Regions from separate parts of the Sus scrofa genome. Here all the other regions are linked to region 2. A link is a contact called in public HiChIP or PLAC-seq and promoter capture Hi-C data. All regions are on one chromosome and are shown on one strand. The core of a region is the stretch at or near the end of the contact, and the rest is flanking DNA. Distances in the headings are between cores, read along the strand shown. Region 1 holds the start of DDX50 (ATP-dependent RNA helicase DDX50). Region 2 holds the start of SLC25A16 (graves disease carrier protein). Region 3 holds the start of KIF1BP (KIF1-binding protein). Region 4 holds the start of DDX21 (nucleolar RNA helicase 2). Region 5 holds the start of STOX1 (storkhead-box protein 1).

Region 1 (3,337 bases), core at 770-3,269, 340 kb after region 2:
CACTCACTCTCTACCTCCAATATCTCTCAATCAATTTATAGCTATCTCAAATTATTTCCATGTCATAACATTTTAAAATGATGGCTCAATTCCTCTTGTTAAGTAAGATAGATATGCAGATTCAAAATGTTTCTTTTTACCTTTTACTTTCTAACTATGGAATAAAAATTAAATTTAGCCCTCTAGGTTTGAGAATGACCAGAGAGAGGCAAGTTTATAGACATCTTGTTTCTATATTTTAAGGTCATAGAGTTTAATGATCTAAAACCAGAGGCAAGGGAAATCTTTATAGGACGTTGCAACAGAGCAAAAGATGAGGCACCCTAACAAACTGAGAAAGAAATTGTATCAGTGATTCTGGCAAGATATTTAGAAAACAAAGATTTTTCTAATAAGAGCAGATTTTTAGTTACTTGTACGTTTTAATAATTTATGGTACACCTTCATGTTCCTCCCAGTATATTTCATCATCAGTATCAATCTCTTGAGACTTAAAGAGGGACCAAATGTGAAAAAAACAGTTATTCATTTCCTCATCTCCATTCCAAAGTTTTCAAGTTTATACCCATTGAGAACATGTATTTAGCGGTACCCCTATTTTAGCTAAGCTACAGTTTCGTCAAGTTACTTATGACTCAGTTTAATTTACATACAATTGCCCTGCCTAACATAGACAGCAACCAGAGTTTTGAGTCAATGAATTTGGTGCTTAGGAAGGTAGGGTTTTGTACAGTCTTGTCCATTTTTCAGATATGCTGTATGACCTCTGACATAAAAACGAATGCTAAAAATAGTCTTGAGAGGCTAAAATATACTTCATCTGTGCTTTTCAACAACATACTAACATTTATTTCTATTATTATCCCAATTTTATACATGTGACATTCTTAGCCACATCTACTCCTGTGTTTTCTATGTACATCACAGCCTGTTGCAGGGCTACAAAGACTTCACAGTGATAGAATTGGTAGTGGGTGTGAGAGAGTGGGACAAAAATGTTTTAAAAAAGCACAGATCTAGAGATGCCTAGCTAGTCTCATAATCTAGGGAGAGAGATGCATTTTTCACTATCATTGACTGATACTCAATTTGTTGATAGTACTGAATCCATAAGGTAACATTTAGATAGACATATCACCTTTGACTTCAGGCCAATCCATAATTATGCAGGCCTGTAGCAATTACAAGCTTAACCTTTGTGCTTTCAGCTATTCAGGACTAATTCCCAAACTCCATGACATGTAGCAATCTGAAATTTTGCTAAGAGGTAAATTTGATGTTCAGGTTACAAGGCTGGTGTGCTGGATACTGTCAAGGGGTTTGTGAAATACCCCTGCACCTACGTCTCAATTTGACTTCTTGCTTTTCACTCAAAGAGTAGCTTGGTTGAAGAGATCATGAAGAGATAAAAAGAAACAGCTCAGAAAAGGGAGCCAACCATCCAGCACCAATGATGTTAAAAAAAAAAGGTATATGCTAAGGAGTTTGCCCCTTGTAGTATCAAAAGGTTTCTAGTTTTGTTCAAAGTTGTAATTTAGGAGCAGTTATCCCCGTAAGTAAAATCCTTTTATTCGCTGCAAATAAACAATTTGTCAGTGACATTCAGGCTTGTTTTCTCTAAATTTCTTTAGGTTTTTTTTCTACTTATTATTCTATGTTCATGGGAGCAGCTTTGGGAACCTTAAAGCTTGCAGGCTGGTGTGGCAGAGAAAAGACTGATTTCCTACTCGACTGTGCCACCAACTCTGAGACTACAGACAAGTAAATCCCTCTTAGGGGATTAGTTTCCTCTAATGGCAAATGGGGAGGGTGGAAAGGATCTACAGTAAGCAAGGGCCAACTTCCTTACTAAAACTTAAGACTTGAGAGAAGGTTGACACGGCCTAGCCTTCACCCCAAGCGCACCTAGCCCACTCCAGACCCCAAGACGCCCCTTCCCACCAACGCCGGGACGCTAGTCTCGCGCGAAGCCGTTAGACGTTAACGCCTCACCCCGCAATGGGTGGGGCTGATGCCTGCAGCTTCCGGCGGCGGGAGGCAAGGCCGAGCGTGGCGCGCCTCATCGGTTCTCCCGCCAACCCGCGGAAGGCGTGAGCCCCTCTCTGCTGCACTCGAGGGGCTCTCCGGCCCCAGCATTGCATGCTGGGAAGCCCGGAAGCATCTCCACTTAGCCGAGAAGAGCTATTAGGAGTGGGGGAGGGGAAGGGGGGAAAACCTGAACTTTTTATACTAAACAGTTTGCGCATCTTTTATAGAGATTGGTCAGGGTTTTACTCTAGAAGCCAATCACTTCAGAACAAGGGTGGACCAATCGAGAAGGCTCGCTTTCACTGGCTGGGAGACTGTGTCGCAAGGGAAGCGTTTAAAACGAGAGTATCCGGGATTATTTTCCCCCGCCGGTCGGTGCGTGTCCCGGAAGTGACGCAAGGCTCTGGCCGGTCGGCCGCCCTGCCCCCTCTTCCTTTCACGCTGTCGCTGCCTGTAGGTGGTTGTGGCCACCGTGCCCAGGAGGAGGCGACTGCGGCGAATGATGCCTGGGAAACTTCTCTGGGGGGACATTATGGAGCTGGAAGCACCCTTGGAGGAGACCGAGAGCCAAAGGAAGGAGAGGCAAAAGGTGCGCTGAGATGGGCCGCGCCTCCTTTTGGGCTGCGCCGGCTTGGGCGGGGAGGGGAGTCTCCCCGATGGCCTGTCACAACCCGGTCGGAGCATCCGAGGGCCTCTCTTCGCGCTGCCCTCGTACCTCTGAGGTCGCTCCGGGACCATTCCCACCGCCACACCCCTAACCTGGAGAAGGGCTTCGGCCCGGCCTCCCGTGGTCCTCCAGTCGTTCTCATCGGCGCCTACGAGATGGGCAGACTCAAGTTCTCATCGTGGAATCTGTTATTTCTTTCCTCTCCTTCCTTAAGCAGCGAGGCCTGTCATTTGGTTCTCGTTGGCCGTCTAGAAGATGATTAAGAAAAAATGATTGCTTTGAATAAGTGTTCCTTCTCCGTCATCCTGTCCTGTATGCGAGAATCTTGGGGAAAGCGATCTTAGGTTTACAAACCTTGATAACGGGTCAGTGGAGTAGTGAAGAAAAGTGTCACAGCCAACGTTGCCAGGATTTGGCTGTGATGGAGATCGTGTGGGTTGTATTATTAATAGCCTTTTCTGATAGTATTTTCATTCAATTCACAAATATTTATTGAGCCTAATTTATGCTAGACTCTTTGCTGGGCATCTCGGTGGTCCCTGCCCTCAAGGAGCCTGTTAGAAGAGTTGTAGAGACTTCCCGCTCCACCCCTCAAAAGAAAGAAAGAAATCTAGAGAAAAGGAAACAGCTTTAGAAGGTAAA
Region 2 (3,688 bases), core at 179-2,678:
CCTAGTCATTTTTAATAAGCTGTCCTCATACTACTCTGACATAAAATATGCCATTTGCAGCAACATGGATGGAACTAGACTCATACTGAGTGAAGTCAGAAAGACAAAGACAAATACCATATGATATCACTTATATCTTGAATATAATATATGGCACAAATGAATCTTTCCACAGGAAAAAAAAAAAAATCATGGACTTGGAGAATAGACTTGTGGTTGCCAAGGAGGAGGGAGGGAGTGAGATGGATTGGGAGCTTAGGGTTAATAGATGCAGACTATTGCCTTTGGAATGGATTAGCAATGAGATCCTGCTGTGTAGCACTGGGAACTATGTCTAGTCACTTATGATGGAGCATGATAATGTGAGAAAAAAGAATGTATACATGTATGTATAACTGGGTCACCATGGTGTATAGTAGAAAACTGACAGAACACTGTAAACCAGCTATAATGGAAAAAAATAAAAATCATTATATAAAAAAAATAAGCTGTCCTCCAATATTTGTTTTCTTTTAAGCAAACAGCAAAATCCAATTCTACACCAGTCGTTCATGGTCTTTATACAAGAAAGGAGCTCCCAGCATGTTTCACTGAAACCCTGGAGTCTTTGAAGGGAGTCCTCTATTTTCCCGGCTATCCAACCCTGAAGAATGGGTGCCCGGTTCAGCCCTTCCAGGTCCCCTACCGCTTCGCGACAGCTCAAGGCCCTTCCTCTGCAGGACCCTGATGAGATTACTCAATTGATTATAGAAAGAGGTTATAGCAGGTCCCGGCAAACACCTGGCAGGGCATTGAAACAGCCCAAGTCCGAGAATGTCATCGCGGCCGCAAGCACCCAACCTGCCCCGGATCCTGCCCCTAAAGCTCGGGGTACGACCAGGTCCTCCCGACGGACACCCACCTCCAGCCAGGAAGGAACGCAACCAGTAGAAGTCTCGGCGAGCGGCGGGTCCTCCGGTTCCTGCTGCCTGCGGCATCGCAGGAGGTGGCTCGGCCGCTGCCAGGGCCGCCGCCGCCGCCATCAGGATCAGGGCCGCGCAGGAGCTTTGGTCGCCAACTCACAGTCCAAGAGCCCTAGCCATGCCCAGAGCAGGCGGTGACAGGGCACCCCGCCGCCGTGCGGGCGGGACGGAATACCGCCGGCGGTGCAGCGCGGCGCGGGCTGATGGCGTACGCCAGAGGCGGGGCCTGGATCAAGGCCCGAAGGGGGCGTCACCTCCCCCCACCCCCACGTTGGACGTGTCCCCACGCCCCGGCCTCACCCAAAATCCCTGCTTCTGGCTGGAGTCACTCTTCAGGCCTCTTCTGTTACGGACGGAGGAAGGGAAACATGGCCAGCAAGAAGGTCCTTCCAAAACCCGCCACCTCAGAAAGTCCTCCACCGTCCGTTGACCTGTATTGACCACTGACCTGGAACCGTCCAGCGGGCTGCTTATGACCTTCCTAAAAATGAGCCCCAGGAGTTCCCTTCGTGGCTCAGTGGTTAAAGAATCCGACTAGGAATCATGAGGTTGCGGGTTCCATCCCTGGCCTTGCGCAGTGGGTTAAGGATCCAGCGTTGCCATGAGCTCTGGTGCAGGTCGCAGACGCAGCTCGGATCTGGCGTTGCTGTGGCTCTGGTGTAGGCTGGCAGCAACAGCTCCTATTAGACCCCTAGCCTGGGAGCCTCCATGTGCAGCGGGAGTGGCCCTAGAAAAGGCAAAAAGACAACAACAACAAAAAATTCCAGCCTTTGCTCACTCTTTCCAGGAACCTCTGAAATTGTAGTCTCTCCCACCAAATCACCTCTGCCTTCTCTGAGCTTCTCGCTGAGCCTGTTTCTGCCTCCCTAACGGTTCACCAGGAAGCTTCAATTCCACCCCATCACCTCTGCCAAAGAAATAGTTGCTGAAGCAAGTTCTTCTTTCTTTGGGGCTCTGTGAATTACACAAATACTTCTGACTTGCCAGGAGGTTCTGAATCTCTGTCTTATGCTTAGCACTCAAATTCCACCGCTCTACCCACTACCAGCTCCTAAACTCTCAGGAACTTCCGTTTCTTCTTACTAGCCCTACTGTATTACAAGACTGTACTTTTTTTAACCACCCCTTATGGACACTATTCTATTGCTATGAATCCCTCATCACTTCCAACTTGAGCAAAATTCATCCCTATTTTTTTTTTTTTTTGTCTTTTTTTAGCTATTTCTTGGGCCGCTTCCACGACATGTGGAGATTCCCAGGCTAGGGGTCAATCGGAGCTGTAGCCACCGGACTACTCCAGAGCCACAGCAACGTGGGATCCGAGCCGCGTCTGCAACCTACACCACAGCTCACGGCAACGCCGGATCCTTAACCCACTGAGCAAGGGCAGGGACCGAACCCACAACCTCATGGTTCCTAGTCGGATTTGTTAACCACTGCGCCGCGACGGGAACTCCAATTCATCCCTATTCTTTGTGACCACAGTTGTTCTGAACTTTTATCCTCTGTCAGAAATTATCACGATTTTCATTAATACTTACTCCAACCTTCACTATTATTGGCACTGGTCCCGTTTCTCTTTCCACCCATATATGCCTCTGCAAGGTGTTTCTAGCCACATTTAGTCATTAATGATGGGTCTAGATTTCTTTTTTTTTTTTTTCACTTTTATGGTATGCCCTTTTTTTTAAGGTTAGCTTTTAATGGATTTGATAGTCATGTGCAAATTTGATCATAATATACAAGAGCCAGTGTTTCTATAGAGCTATGTCTGAACAAGAACAGAATCTCAAAATACAGCATAAACCTGAACCACTAGACTTTTTTTGGCTTTTTTCTGCAAGTTGTCATATTCTGATCAAATACAAGTCTTGCTTCCCCACAGGTGCAGTGTTTCCTTATATGCTCAAGGAGTGGTATTTTAGATGCCTGGTCACAGTTCTAAGCATTTCTTGAGGGATGGATTAAATGGATTCAGACATCACAGTACATATTCATAGAGCAAAAACTTGTTCTCATTCTGACACCTCTTTACAACTAACAGAGATACAACATTAAGTTAGGATTTTTACCAAGAAACCGTGTTGGCAGTTTTTCCCCTTCTAATGAGATCTGTGCTGCCCTGGATGTTCCACACACATGATTACTAGAAGCAGAAGGATAAACACCTGAGGCATGCAACCTGCTTGCAGTGAATCTATTGACATGATGCTGCTAAAGGACCTAGGGATTCACCCAGATATGGATTTCACAGGTTGGGAAAAAGGTAGCACACACACCAACAGAGATTTTGTTGGTTGAAAAGCGTAGGTCAAGATTAGATGGCAACATCATTGCGAAACATTTTTTTTTTTTTTTTTTTTTTTTTTTTGGCCTTTTTGCCTTTTCTAGGGCCACTTCCCGCGGCATATGGAGTTCCCAGGCTGGGGTCTAGTTGGAGCTGTAGCCACTGGCCTATGCCAGAGCCACAACAACCTGGGATCCGAGCTGAGTCTGCAACCTACACCAGAGCTCATGGCAACGCCGGCTCCCTAACCCACTGAGCAAGGCCAGGGATCGAACCCGCAACCTCATGGTTCCTAGTTGGATTCATTAACCACTGAGCCACGATGGGAACTCCACATTTCACTTTCTTAAGAAAGTTTAAAGTGTACTTATATGTCCCCTGCAGCTCAGTATAAACAAACGTGTATATGTTTGTAGTAATATGGAGAGTCAGATCGGCT
Region 3 (3,632 bases), core at 985-3,484, 420 kb after region 2:
CGCCACAATGGTAACTCCAGAAAGCTTTTTTTTTAAATGCTGAAGTCTCAGAGTCTAGAATAGCACTTGGCAAATCAACAGACAAGTAAAACGTTTTGTTTGTTTTGGTCTTTTTTGTCTTTTTAGGGCCACACCCTTGCAATATGGAGGTTCCCAGGCTAGGGGTTTAATTGGAGCTGTAGCCACCGCCCTACTCCACAGCCACAGCAACGTCAGATCCGAGCTGCGTCTGCAATCTACACCACAGCTCACAGCAATGCTGGATCCTTAACCCACTGAGCGAGGCCAGGGATCAGACCCTGGGTCCTAATGGATGCTAGGTGGGTTCACTAACCGCTGAGCCATGACAGAAACTCCAGACAGGTAAAATGTTTATTTAGGAGTTCCCACTGTGGTGCAATGGGATTGGGGGCATTTCTGCAGTACTAGGATGAAGGTTAGATCCCCAGCCCACCACAATAGGTGGAAAGATCTGGTGTTGCCACAGCTGTGGTGTAGGTCACAACTGTTGCTCAGATCTGATCTCTGGTCCATACTCCATATGCTCAGGGTGGCCAAAAAAGAAAGAAAAAGTTTATTGAGTGTACAAAACAGTCATTTGAAGTTTTGTGGAAAATGCACTGGTAGGAAGCCAGACTGGCAGCAAGAGTACCTGTTAATAAAAGTAATTCAGGAGTTCCTGTTGTGGCTCAGTTGGTTAGGAACCCAACTAGTATCCATGAAAATGTGGGTTCAAACCCTGGCCTCACAGTGGGTTAAGAATCCAGCGTTGCTGCAAGCTGAGTCATAGGTCACAGATAAGGCTCAGCTCTAGTGTTGCTGTGGCTATGGCGCAGGCTGGCAGCTGCAACTCCAATTCAACCCAATTCCAGTTCAACCTGGGAATTTCCATATGCGGCCTTAAAAAGAAAAAAAAAAGTAACTCAGAAGATAATGGTCTAAACTACTGGGAGATGAAAAGTAGACCAATGTAAGAGCTCTTCAGGAGGTGGACTAGAGGTGGATAATATTTGGTTTTAACATTTAAGGGTAAAAGAAGAAAAGAGTGAGTGCAGGAAGCCATCAGCTTGGTGGATAGTAATGTCTTCACTGAGATGTAGAACATAAGAGCAAATGTGGTGTAGGAGGGAATGGGCATGTGAAGAAGAAGCTGATGAGTTCCAATTTGAACGTACTGATATACAGGAGTCAGTGGAACATTCAGGAGTAGTTGTTCCAGTTGGGTGATGAATATTACAGTCTGGAGCTCCAGAGAGCCATCTGGCCTGTAGACTGAGCACTGACATTTAAAGGATAGATATTTAGTTTTCACTTATTCCTTAGAATAATTCTGTACAGATAAGTAATATTATCACTTATGTTTTACTCGAGAAATCTGAAGCTTAGAAAATTACAAATTAGTCAATTTGAAGCAAATCTGAGACTCAGACTTGGTGTCTGTGAGCTTCCAAAATCAGTGCTCATTTATGTATCTCAAAGCACTTTATATACTTAACTCTTAATAGTAAAACCTCCAGCCTGCCCCCCCCCTCGCCAACCCCCCTGGTATTTAGTATTTTTTTTTTTTTTTTTTTTTTGGTGGCTCTCGAATGTGGAAATTCCGGCCAGGGATAGAAACTTGTTCATAGCAGCGACATAAGCCGCTGCAGTGACAACATTGGATCCTTAATTTGCTGGGCCGCAAGAGACCTCCCCCTCCCCCTATTATTTTACTTGATAATTTACGAGTTATGCAATGGAAAAAGCCTTGCTTGAGATGTTTTGTCACAGCTCTGGGACTTAACTCTTGTATTACTTTGGGAATTTGTACATGTCCCTACAACCTGTGTCTTCGGGGATGAAGTGAAAATATTTTTTGATCACTGAGTGCTTTTTACACTTATAGAACACAGATCCTTGTTACATTTATATCCAGGGACGGGCTGTGTTACATACTAACGTCAAAAGTTTTCTGCCTTTCAGCTTATAACAATTAACGATAGTAATTATCTAGGTATGTTTGTAAACGGTATTTGTGTTCTGTTAAAGTCAACCGATATTTTTATTAACTTTTATTAACTTCACAGGGTCAAGCAAGAGATGAACTCACCACCGTAGAGGGCGGGGCTGGAGGTGAGACTACTGTCTTTGACAGCTTCGTTTCCAAGACAACAGTTGCTACAGTGACTACCACGCCTTCCCATTGGTCACTGCCAAGCATATTGCGGTTCCTGTCGGACGTCATTGGGTACCGTTTTGCAGTGCGCAGGCCCGTCAGGGGCCGTAAGTGAAGTGTCGCAAAGCTGAAAGAAGGCGGGAGTCCCGATTGCAAACATTGAGGAGACCGAGGCTATAGAGGCCGCTATGGCGGATGCTCCGTGGGTCGAGCTTCGTGAGAAATTCCAGGCCGCACTGGCCCTGTCGCGGGTGGAACTGCATAAAAACCCAGAGAAGGAACCGTACAAGTCCAAATACCACGCTCGGGCGCTGCTGGAAGAGGTTAAGGCCCTTCTGGGCCCCGCGCCTGAGGACGAGGATGACCGGCCTCAGGCCGAGGACAGCTTGGGAACGGGGGACCACACCCTGGGACTGCCGGCTGAATTGGTGGAAGCCGAGGGCCCCATTGCCCTGGGGGCAGTGAGGCGGGCAGTTATTGAGTTTCATCTCGGGGTGAATCACATCGACACGGAGGAGCTGTCGGCGGGGGAGGAGCATCTGGTGAAATGCCTGAGACTACTGCGCAAGTACCGAATGTCGCAAGACTGCGTCTCCCTCTACATCCAAGCTCAGGTGAGAGCGTTCCCCGTCCGCTGCTGTCGTCCGTAGGCGACTTGGTTTAGAGGGGTCCCAGCTCGTGCCAAGACCAAAGGCAAACGTAATAAGACACGATTTGTCTCCGCGTTTTCGAAGCTTCGCGATAAGTGGCTTCCGAACTCCTTCTCCACGCCCATCACCCACTCCACCAGCTTCACTTGCTGCTTCACGTAGTCGTGGTCCCCGCATTGGTTCCCCAGATTCTCCTACATCGTAAATGCTCTTTCCAACTTTTCCCCACCAGTCCGAATCCTGTTCTATTATGAAAAATTCCCAAGTAATTTATGTCTTAATTTAAGGTTTTACGGAAATTGTAAAGAATAACCAGAGTACCTTCTTTTTTTTTTTTTTCCATGTCTTGGGCCGCTCCCGCGGCATATGGAGTTTCCCAGGCTAGGGGTCTAATCGGAGCTGTAGCTGCCAGCCTACGCCAGAGCCACAGCAACGGGAGATCCAAGCCGCGTCTGCAGCCTACACCATAGCTCACGGCAACGCCGGTTCCTTAACCCACTGAGCAAGGCCAAGGATTGAACCCGCAACCTCATGGTTCCTCGTCGGATTTGTTAACCACTGCGCCACAACGGGAGCTCCCAGAGTACCTTCTTAATTTAAAACAAAATATCTAAAATCTTCAGTTTCTGTTCTTTTCAGTCACTTATTTGCTTCCCAGGGAATGCCTGCCCATTCTTCAGAACCCATCTCAAGACTCACCTCATGTTTTTCGTAACGTTTTTTGGATTATTTTGTTCCAAAATGATCTCTTTCTCCTACCTTTGAATTCTTACGATACTTATTGTTTCCCATGTATATGGTACTTGGCTTGTTAAATAAATTTCACA
Region 4 (3,521 bases), core at 585-3,084, 390 kb after region 2:
GATTAATTTTGAATTGTCTTTCCACAAATCTTGACACGCTTATGAGTTTTAATAGCTCTTATTTACTGTGCTGTATGTGCCAGGTACTGCTGCACTCTTTTGATTCGTTTTATATATATATATATATATTATTATTATTATTTATTTATTTTTGTCTTTTCTAGGGCCATACCCACGGCATATGGAGGTTCCTAGGCTAGGGGTCTAATCGGAGCTGTAGCCCCTGGCCTGTGCCACAGCCACAACAATGCAGATCCCAGCTGCCTTGACCTGCATCACAGCCCATGACAACACCAGATTCTTAACCCACTAGGCGAGGCCAAGGATCGAACCCGAAACCTTATGGTTCCTAGTCGGATTCATTAACCACTGAGCCATAATGGGAGCTCTTTTGTGTGTCTGTGTGTGTCCATTATATTAATTTTGCCAGCTCCATTATGCATGAGAAACTCGGGTTCAGATTAAGAAACATATCCAAAAATCAGAGCAAGATGATGAAGGTTTACAAGGCCAGGGAAGATTTCACATGCACGCGCGCGCGCACACACACACACACCCCCAACCCACCCCATTTTTTGCTGCACCTGTTGGCATGTGGAAGTTCCTGGGCCAGGGATGGAATCCAAGACTCAGCTGTAATCTGCAGTCTATGCCACATGTGACAACACCAGATCCTTAACCCACTGTGCCTGCTGGGGGATCTAAACTGCAACTCCACAGAGACATGCTGGACAGTTAACTTAATGTGCCACTGTGGGAACTCCTCAACCGATTTTTTTTTTTTTTTTTTTTCCCTTTTGAGGGCCGCTCCTGCGGCATATGGAGGTTCCCAGGCTAGGGGTCCAATCGGAGCTGTAGCCACCGGCCTACACCAGAGACACAGCAACACAGGATCCGAGCCGCGTCTGCGACCTGCACCACAGCTCACGGCCACGCCAGATCCTTAACCCACTGAGCAAGGCCAGGGATCGAACCTGAGACCTCATGGTTCCTAGTCAGATTCGTTAACCACTGAGCCACAACAGGAACTCCCTCAACCGATTTTTTAAAATGATTTCATGATGAATTGGCTCCCAGTTCTTTGTCTCACTAGTTCTTCACAGGAAGTTTAGCGATACTGTCACAGATTATTCAATATACCACTTTTCCTCAACTGCTTGAATTCGTATAGTGTCCACATTATGCAAGACTGAGAGCCCCTGTATTTTCTAATAGAGGTCCACGTGGTTTGGGGATCCTTTCTTCAGGCCCCAAGGCCGGTTCAGTTGCCTGTCTGTGCCTTCAAAACAACTGACACTCGTCTATTTCCACCCAGCCTATAAAACGTCTTGAAGGCAAGGCTTCTGTGCTGAATCCTAGCCTTGTTTCTCATACCTGACATGGTGAATGCTCAGGGGGAGGTACGGTGAGTGCACGCAGTAATGACCAGACCTGACAGAACTCCAGTTACTATCGAGGCCAGTGAGTCTGGGCGTCTCCTTTCAAGTGTGACGTTTCCACAGGATAACCAAGAATATACGTCCTGCGCATCTGCTCGTGAAAGGAGCTTGCCAAGGCTAGCAATCTAAAATAAAGCACTGAAAAGGCGCCACTCAAAAACAGCTAAAAATCTTCCAATATCAGGCCGAGGCTAGCGAAAATCTCGCCAGTGTTTTAACGACAATAAAGCCAACCTTTGCGGTTCCTTCCGTTTACCCTTCTGAGGGTGGCTTCTAGTTCAGGCACTGTAAACACTCAACTCACACCAGCCGGCGTGAGCTGCAGCTGCTTTGGAACCACATGTGCCGCCGCCTCCCTGGGGAACTTCCGCTTCCGCAGGATGAACTCTGCTACAGGAAGTGACGGGAGCTGGGTGGGCTAAAAAGGTTGGGCTCTCTCTTCCTCTCCACGCGGTTGACGAGATCGGTCGGCCTACCCAGCAGGTGCAGAGTGATGCCGGGGAAACTTCGTAGTGACGCGGATTTGGAGTCAGAAACCGCCACGGCAAAAGTGGAGATGCCGCGAAAGCAAAATGAGAAGGTACCACCGAGGGCCGAGGGACCTGGGGCAAGGCAGGACAAGGGGCTCTGAGATGAGGGGCCTGGGCTGGCGGCGCGAGGCGCGGACCCGACTTGGCCGGTGATCGGCGTGGGTTTCGGCCAAGGGGCGCGGGAGAGTGGTCGGTGCTCTCCGCGGGCGGTGGGCGCACTGCCCGGAGGTCCGGTGGGGGGGGCGATCGCAGCTGGAGAGCCGGCCGGGTGTCCCACGTGGTCTCTGAGTCTGGGCGCTCCGCACCGGGTGAGCAAAGTAGAACGGTCACGGTTAGGCCCCCACGTTTTGGCCCAGACTGATATCTCCCGGCGTGAGTGTGCGCGGAGGGAATTGTAGGTAGGGCTTTAAAGCTTTCAGCGGGGCTGGCCAGCCCATAAGGCCATCCGCACACGTGGGCGGCGTCCGCAGTGACATTTTTTTACCATAGTAGGGAGGTACTACTTGTTTTCCGGGAAGCGGCCCTTAGAAGATAAGTTCAGTCCCTCTTAATATTTTTAGCCATATTTTCCTTGGAAATGTAAAGACATGTATTGATGCTTAACTGCACACCGTGTGCAATTACCTCGATAGCTGCCTCCCGCTCTTACTTCCTTAGATAGCGATTTAACCTGTGACTGAGTCTCTGCTCTGAGATAAGGTCACTGAGAGCAAAGATTGTCCCTGAACTTGTATACGACTTAAAATTTTCTCTCCTTGCTGTTTCTGGGTCTTTTTGATGGGGAATTTCTACAAAAACAATGTTTTGGTGTTGTAGGAAGCCGAGGTAGCGCAGACTTGTGCTCACAGGTGGGGAGGAAGTGGTCCTGGTTTACCTGCCTTGCAACTTGTTAAATTATGGGATGCTGAAATTAGAAGGGACATGACCATACTCTATTGCTTTCCAAAGGAGACCACCGGAATTGGAAATCCAGCCTCGTTTGATGGAAGCAAGGGATGAAAGAAATAAAGCTTTGAGATGGAGGAGACCAGATTATTTTTCAGCTGTCTGAAGGATGGGTCGTGTGGGAGAGATTAAGGACAGAGGCTAGGCCTGAAATTGCAGGGAGGCAGGTTTCAGCTCAGTGTAAAGTCTCACTTCTGGAGTTGACCTGGGGCTCTGCTAGAGAGGTTTTAATAGAGGCTAAAACACCTTTCCAGTTGTTTTCAGTAATACAAAGTTTTCAAAAATATGAGAAGTTGGAGAGGGTCAGACATTTCAAGCAGGAGCCATTGTCTGGTTTGGTTCTGAGATTTCACTCATTCCGTTTTCTTGTAACATGTGCTTTGTTTTTCCTTTAAATTAGATATATCTTTTTTATTCACAGAGTGATATGTTGTGGGTCTTTATACGTTTTTGATTCGTAAAGTGTCTATGTAAACTCATTGGCATTTGTGAGGTAGGCAAGGCAAATATTATGAACCCCCGTTTTGCCTGAAGAGGAATTCTAGCAGAGAAAGAAATTTTAACATCCGTCTGTGGCTATACATGGTCTCATTTGTGTATCAGAATC
Region 5 (3,405 bases), core at 703-3,202, 280 kb after region 2:
ATGTTCTATTTTGTAAGAGTTTGGAAATATTTGGATGGTAGTTGAACCTTTGGGAAAAAAAGTGACTTTTTTTTTTTTTTAAGGGCCGCACCTGTGGCATATGGAGGTTCCCAGGCTAGGGGTCTAATCAGAGCTGTTGCTGCCAGCCTACGCCAGAGCCACAGCAACACCAGACCCGAGCCGCTTCTGCGACCTACACCACAGCTCATGGCAACGCCGGATCCTTAACCCACTGAGTGAGGCCAGGGACTGAACCTACAACCTCATGGTTCCTAGTCGGATTGTTTCCTCTGCACCACAACAGGAACTCCATGACTTGTTGACTATAGTTGAAATTAAAAAAATTCTTTCTCCTTTCTTTTGTGAATTGGACTAGCTTAAATAAAATCAAGGAAATTTTGAACATCTGAACAAAGTTGTCACAGGTTAAGACAGTTCTACCTCATAATTTCAGGCCATGGGTCTACCTGCTAGCATCCTTGCAGGACAAACCCTGCTAGGAAGGGCCTGATGGTGTATTTCCAGTTCAGGTTCTTGGGACAGAGAATTAAGATCAGGATTTTTCATACCTGGCCACAGGTCCTATGATGGCTCTCCCTCCCTCTAGCCAGGTGTGTGGGCTCTCTGTTTTACCATCTATTAACTCTGTCCCCATGAGTATGCTGCCTCAAAAGAGATTTTTTCTTGTGGAAGATGGGCCTCAATAATATTACCCTTTTCAGACAGTTAATTTGAGGATAAAATTAGACCACACATGTAGAACTCTTAATATAGTTCTAGGAGTTCCCTAGTGGCTCACTGGTTAACAATCCGGACTAGTATCTGTGAGGATGCGGGTTTGATCCTTGGCCTTGCTCAATGGGTTAAGGATCCAGCATTGCTGTGAGCTGTGGTGTAGGCCAGCAGCTGTAAGCCCCTATTCAACCCCTGCCCTGAGAATCTCCATATGCTGCAGTTGCAGCCCCAAAAAGACAAAAGAACAAATATATACACACATATATATATAGTTCTAGGTGCAGAGTGAGCTGAGAATAAGTGAGAATTATCATCATGATTATTATGGAAAAGATGCTGCAGTAGCTGCTAGAGATGTGGGGATAAAAATCATAGTTCCTCTGGTTGGGGAATGCAGGAAAGTCATCCTTGATTCTGCAAGGCAAGTGCCATGATGGAGAGAAATCCATCATGATAGGGGGAGCTTGGCTCTCCCTATATAGGCCATACAGAGGGGAACATTTAATTCATTTGGCCTCTCTGCTATATTTATCCGTCTATCCATTCATCCACCCATATCCCAGAATTCAGATGTGAGAGGGTTGTCTCAGGTTTGCATACTTACTTGAATTGAATCTTGTGTCAGACTTATTTGTCATAGAGAACCCTGCTTTGGCATTTGTCTGACTCCATTCCTTACCATCTGTGTAACCAGGAAATACTTAAAAATTTCTTTCATTTTATTTTAGTTGATTTACATGGGAAATACTTCTCAATCTAATCTCACTTCAGTTTCTTCATCTGCAAAATAAAATAAAAATAGAGATACTAATAGTAGCTAACACTGAGCTGTGCAATTAAGCCCCCCCATATGGTGTTCAATAAGTGTGAGCCAAAACCAAAAAAAAAAAAAAAAAAAAAAAAAAAAAAGGAGTTCCTGTCCTGGCGCAGTGGTTAACGAATCCGACTAGGAACCATGAGGTTGTGGGTTCGATCCCTGCCCTTGCTCAGTGGGTTAAGTATCCGGCGTTGCCGTGAGCTGTGGCGTAGGTCACAAATGTGGCTCAGATCCCACGTTGCTGTGGCTCTGGCGTAGGCCAGTGGCTACAGCTCCGATTAGACCCCTAGCCGGGGAACCTCCATATGCCGCGGGAGCGGCCCAAGAAATGGCAAAAAGACAAAACCAAAAAAAAAAAAAAAAAAAATAAGTGTGAGCGATGGTTATTAACAACATCACCTATCATTAACCGTGATAATGATCCACCAGGGGCAGGGTACAGATCTCAAATTATTGCAGTTGTTATTGACGGCTGATTAACTGAGAGATTCGGAATCTGGAATGATTGCCCAGGTCTTGCCAAGCACCTTTGCTCCCTTATTGTGCTGATTGTATTTCCATTCCTCTCCTTTCCCTGTTCTTTCCTGGAGGAGCTCCCACCCATTGCCACGCTCAGGGCTCTAGCCTTTCTGTTCTTCAGCATCTGAATTGCCCCCTCGTTGTTCAGAGGCGTTGGCTAGAGTCTGATTGTGACAGGTCACAAGTTCCTCTCCCTTCACTCCTGGGGATTCCTTTCGGAATATCCAACCCAACCCAGGGCTGAATCGCAGGATTTCACCACGGCGCCTCGTCAGCCAATCCGGGTTGCGCCTTTGGATGACTTTCTGCCCCTTACCACGTTCAATCTATGGGACATCCCAGGAGCGGGATCAGACCCTAGAACCCCAGAAAATTATGGAAAAGGTCCCAACTCATTTTACAAGGCAGTAAACTCAGATTGGAGAGAGGAAGTAATATGTGTAAACTGAACAGAAGCAGACGGAGACTCAAACTTGGGTCTCTTGACTCCCAGCCTCGATCAGAGCGAGTCTGTCCCTCGAGGCCTCTTTTACTGGGGGAGATCCCAAAGCCAATGCGACAGCGGCCATCTCTGTCCTCTCGGCTCTAAGGAACTCTGGCCATGACCCTCGCACCACAGTTGGAGGCAGCTCCGCACGCCTTGGGCTTGGAAAAAACCCGGTGCGGGCCTTTCACGGGGACGAAAAGTTCCGCGCTGCGGAGAGCTGGAGGAGTGGGTACTGCGCGGGCAGAGCTCTGGCTGGGGTGTGGAGAACCACCTGGGAACTCAGCACCTGGAAACCCTACTGGGCGATTCGCGGATGAGAGCAGTGGCCGTCCCCAGGCCGCGCGTCCCGCCCCACCCCCGGCCAGCCGCGCACCTCGACCCCGCCCCCTGGAGCCCGGTTCCCCCGGCAGCAGCCGCCTTACGCAGTAAGCCGATCCCTCCCGCCGGCCGCTGCGGCGCGTAGCAGTGCGCTAGGCTGCGGGCCCCGGCCGCCGAGGCAGCATGGCCGGGCCGGTGCAACTGACGCCGGGTTCGCTGGCCCTGGTGCTTTGCAGGCTGGAGGCGCAAGAGGCTGCGGGGGGCGCGGAGGAGCCGGGCGGCCGCTCAGTATTCCGCGCCTTTCGGCGCGCCAACGCGCGCTGCTTCTGGAACTTGCGGCTGGCGCGCGCCGCCTCGCGGCTGGCCTTCCAGGGCTGGCTGAGGCGCGGGGTGCTGCTGGTGCACGCGCCTCCCGCCAGCCTGCAGGTGCTTCGCGAAGCCTGGTGCCGCCGGGCGCTGCGCCCGCCACGCGGCTTCCGCATCCGGGCGGTGGGTGAGTGCGGGGCCCGGAGGGGAGGGCCCCCCGCGC

Evidence for each region. Promoter capture Hi-C pulls out the DNA fragments that hold promoters and counts their contacts. HiChIP or PLAC-seq counts read pairs in DNA pulled down with a chosen protein or histone mark.
Region 1: a contact with region 2 is called in an H3K27ac HiChIP or PLAC-seq map of alveolar macrophages. The contact joins the promoter of DDX50 here to the promoter of SLC25A16 in region 2. A contact is called at or near these places in 2 of 5 promoter capture datasets (fetal liver and liver), 3 of 47 Hi-C or Micro-C datasets (embryonic fibroblasts, fetal heart ventricle and heart right ventricle) and 1 of 2 datasets of contacts at active chromatin or transcription factors (alveolar macrophages).
Region 3: a promoter capture Hi-C map of liver shows a contact between it and region 2, with 2.8 times the contacts expected there. The contact joins the promoter of KIF1BP here to the promoter of SLC25A16 in region 2. A contact is called at or near these places in 2 of 5 promoter capture datasets (fetal liver and liver), 1 of 47 Hi-C or Micro-C datasets (epiblast stem cells) and 2 of 2 datasets of contacts at active chromatin or transcription factors (alveolar macrophages and skeletal muscle).
Region 4: a contact with region 2 is called in an H3K27ac HiChIP or PLAC-seq map of alveolar macrophages. The contact joins the promoter of DDX21 here to the promoter of SLC25A16 in region 2. A contact is called at or near these places in 3 of 5 promoter capture datasets (fetal liver, fetal skeletal muscle and liver), 4 of 47 Hi-C or Micro-C datasets (embryonic fibroblasts, heart right ventricle, liver and 1 more) and 2 of 2 datasets of contacts at active chromatin or transcription factors (alveolar macrophages and skeletal muscle).
Region 5: a promoter capture Hi-C map of fetal liver shows a contact between it and region 2, with 4 times the contacts expected there. The contact joins the promoter of STOX1 here to the promoter of SLC25A16 in region 2. A contact is called at or near these places in 3 of 5 promoter capture datasets (fetal liver, fetal skeletal muscle and liver), 12 of 47 Hi-C or Micro-C datasets (embryonic fibroblasts, fetal skeletal muscle, heart right ventricle and 6 more) and 2 of 2 datasets of contacts at active chromatin or transcription factors (alveolar macrophages and skeletal muscle).

What each region holds. Positions count from the first base shown.
Region 1 is chr14:71,987,118-71,990,454 of Sscrofa11.1, forward strand. It overlaps DDX50 (ATP-dependent RNA helicase DDX50), which reads left to right and starts at 2,020. Exons shown (of 16, transcript XM_005657388.3): 1 at 2,020-2,617. The coding sequence starts at 2,528.
Region 2 is chr14:71,649,913-71,653,600 of Sscrofa11.1, forward strand. SLC25A16 (graves disease carrier protein) reads right to left here and starts at 1,429. Exons shown (of 9, transcript XM_021072451.1): 1 at 902-1,429. The coding sequence starts at 1,022.
Region 3 is chr14:72,069,645-72,073,276 of Sscrofa11.1, forward strand. It overlaps KIF1BP (KIF1-binding protein), which reads left to right and starts at 2,235. Exons shown (of 7, transcript XM_001928810.7): 1 at 2,235-2,769. The coding sequence starts at 2,344.
Region 4 is chr14:72,038,151-72,041,671 of Sscrofa11.1, forward strand. It overlaps DDX21 (nucleolar RNA helicase 2), which reads left to right and starts at 1,835. Exons shown (of 15, transcript XM_005657387.3): 1 at 1,835-2,019. The coding sequence starts at 1,933. LOC106508089 (a long non-coding RNA gene) reads right to left here and starts at 1,803. Exons shown (of 3, transcript XR_001304647.2): 1 at 1,375-1,803.
Region 5 is chr14:71,925,435-71,928,839 of Sscrofa11.1, forward strand. It overlaps STOX1 (storkhead-box protein 1), which reads left to right and starts at 1,953. Exons shown (of 4, transcript XM_001928627.5): 1 at 1,953-3,369. The coding sequence starts at 3,060. LOC106508088 (a long non-coding RNA gene) reads right to left here and starts at 3,068. Exons shown (of 3, transcript XR_001304645.2): 1 at 2,981-3,068; 2 at 1,340-1,515.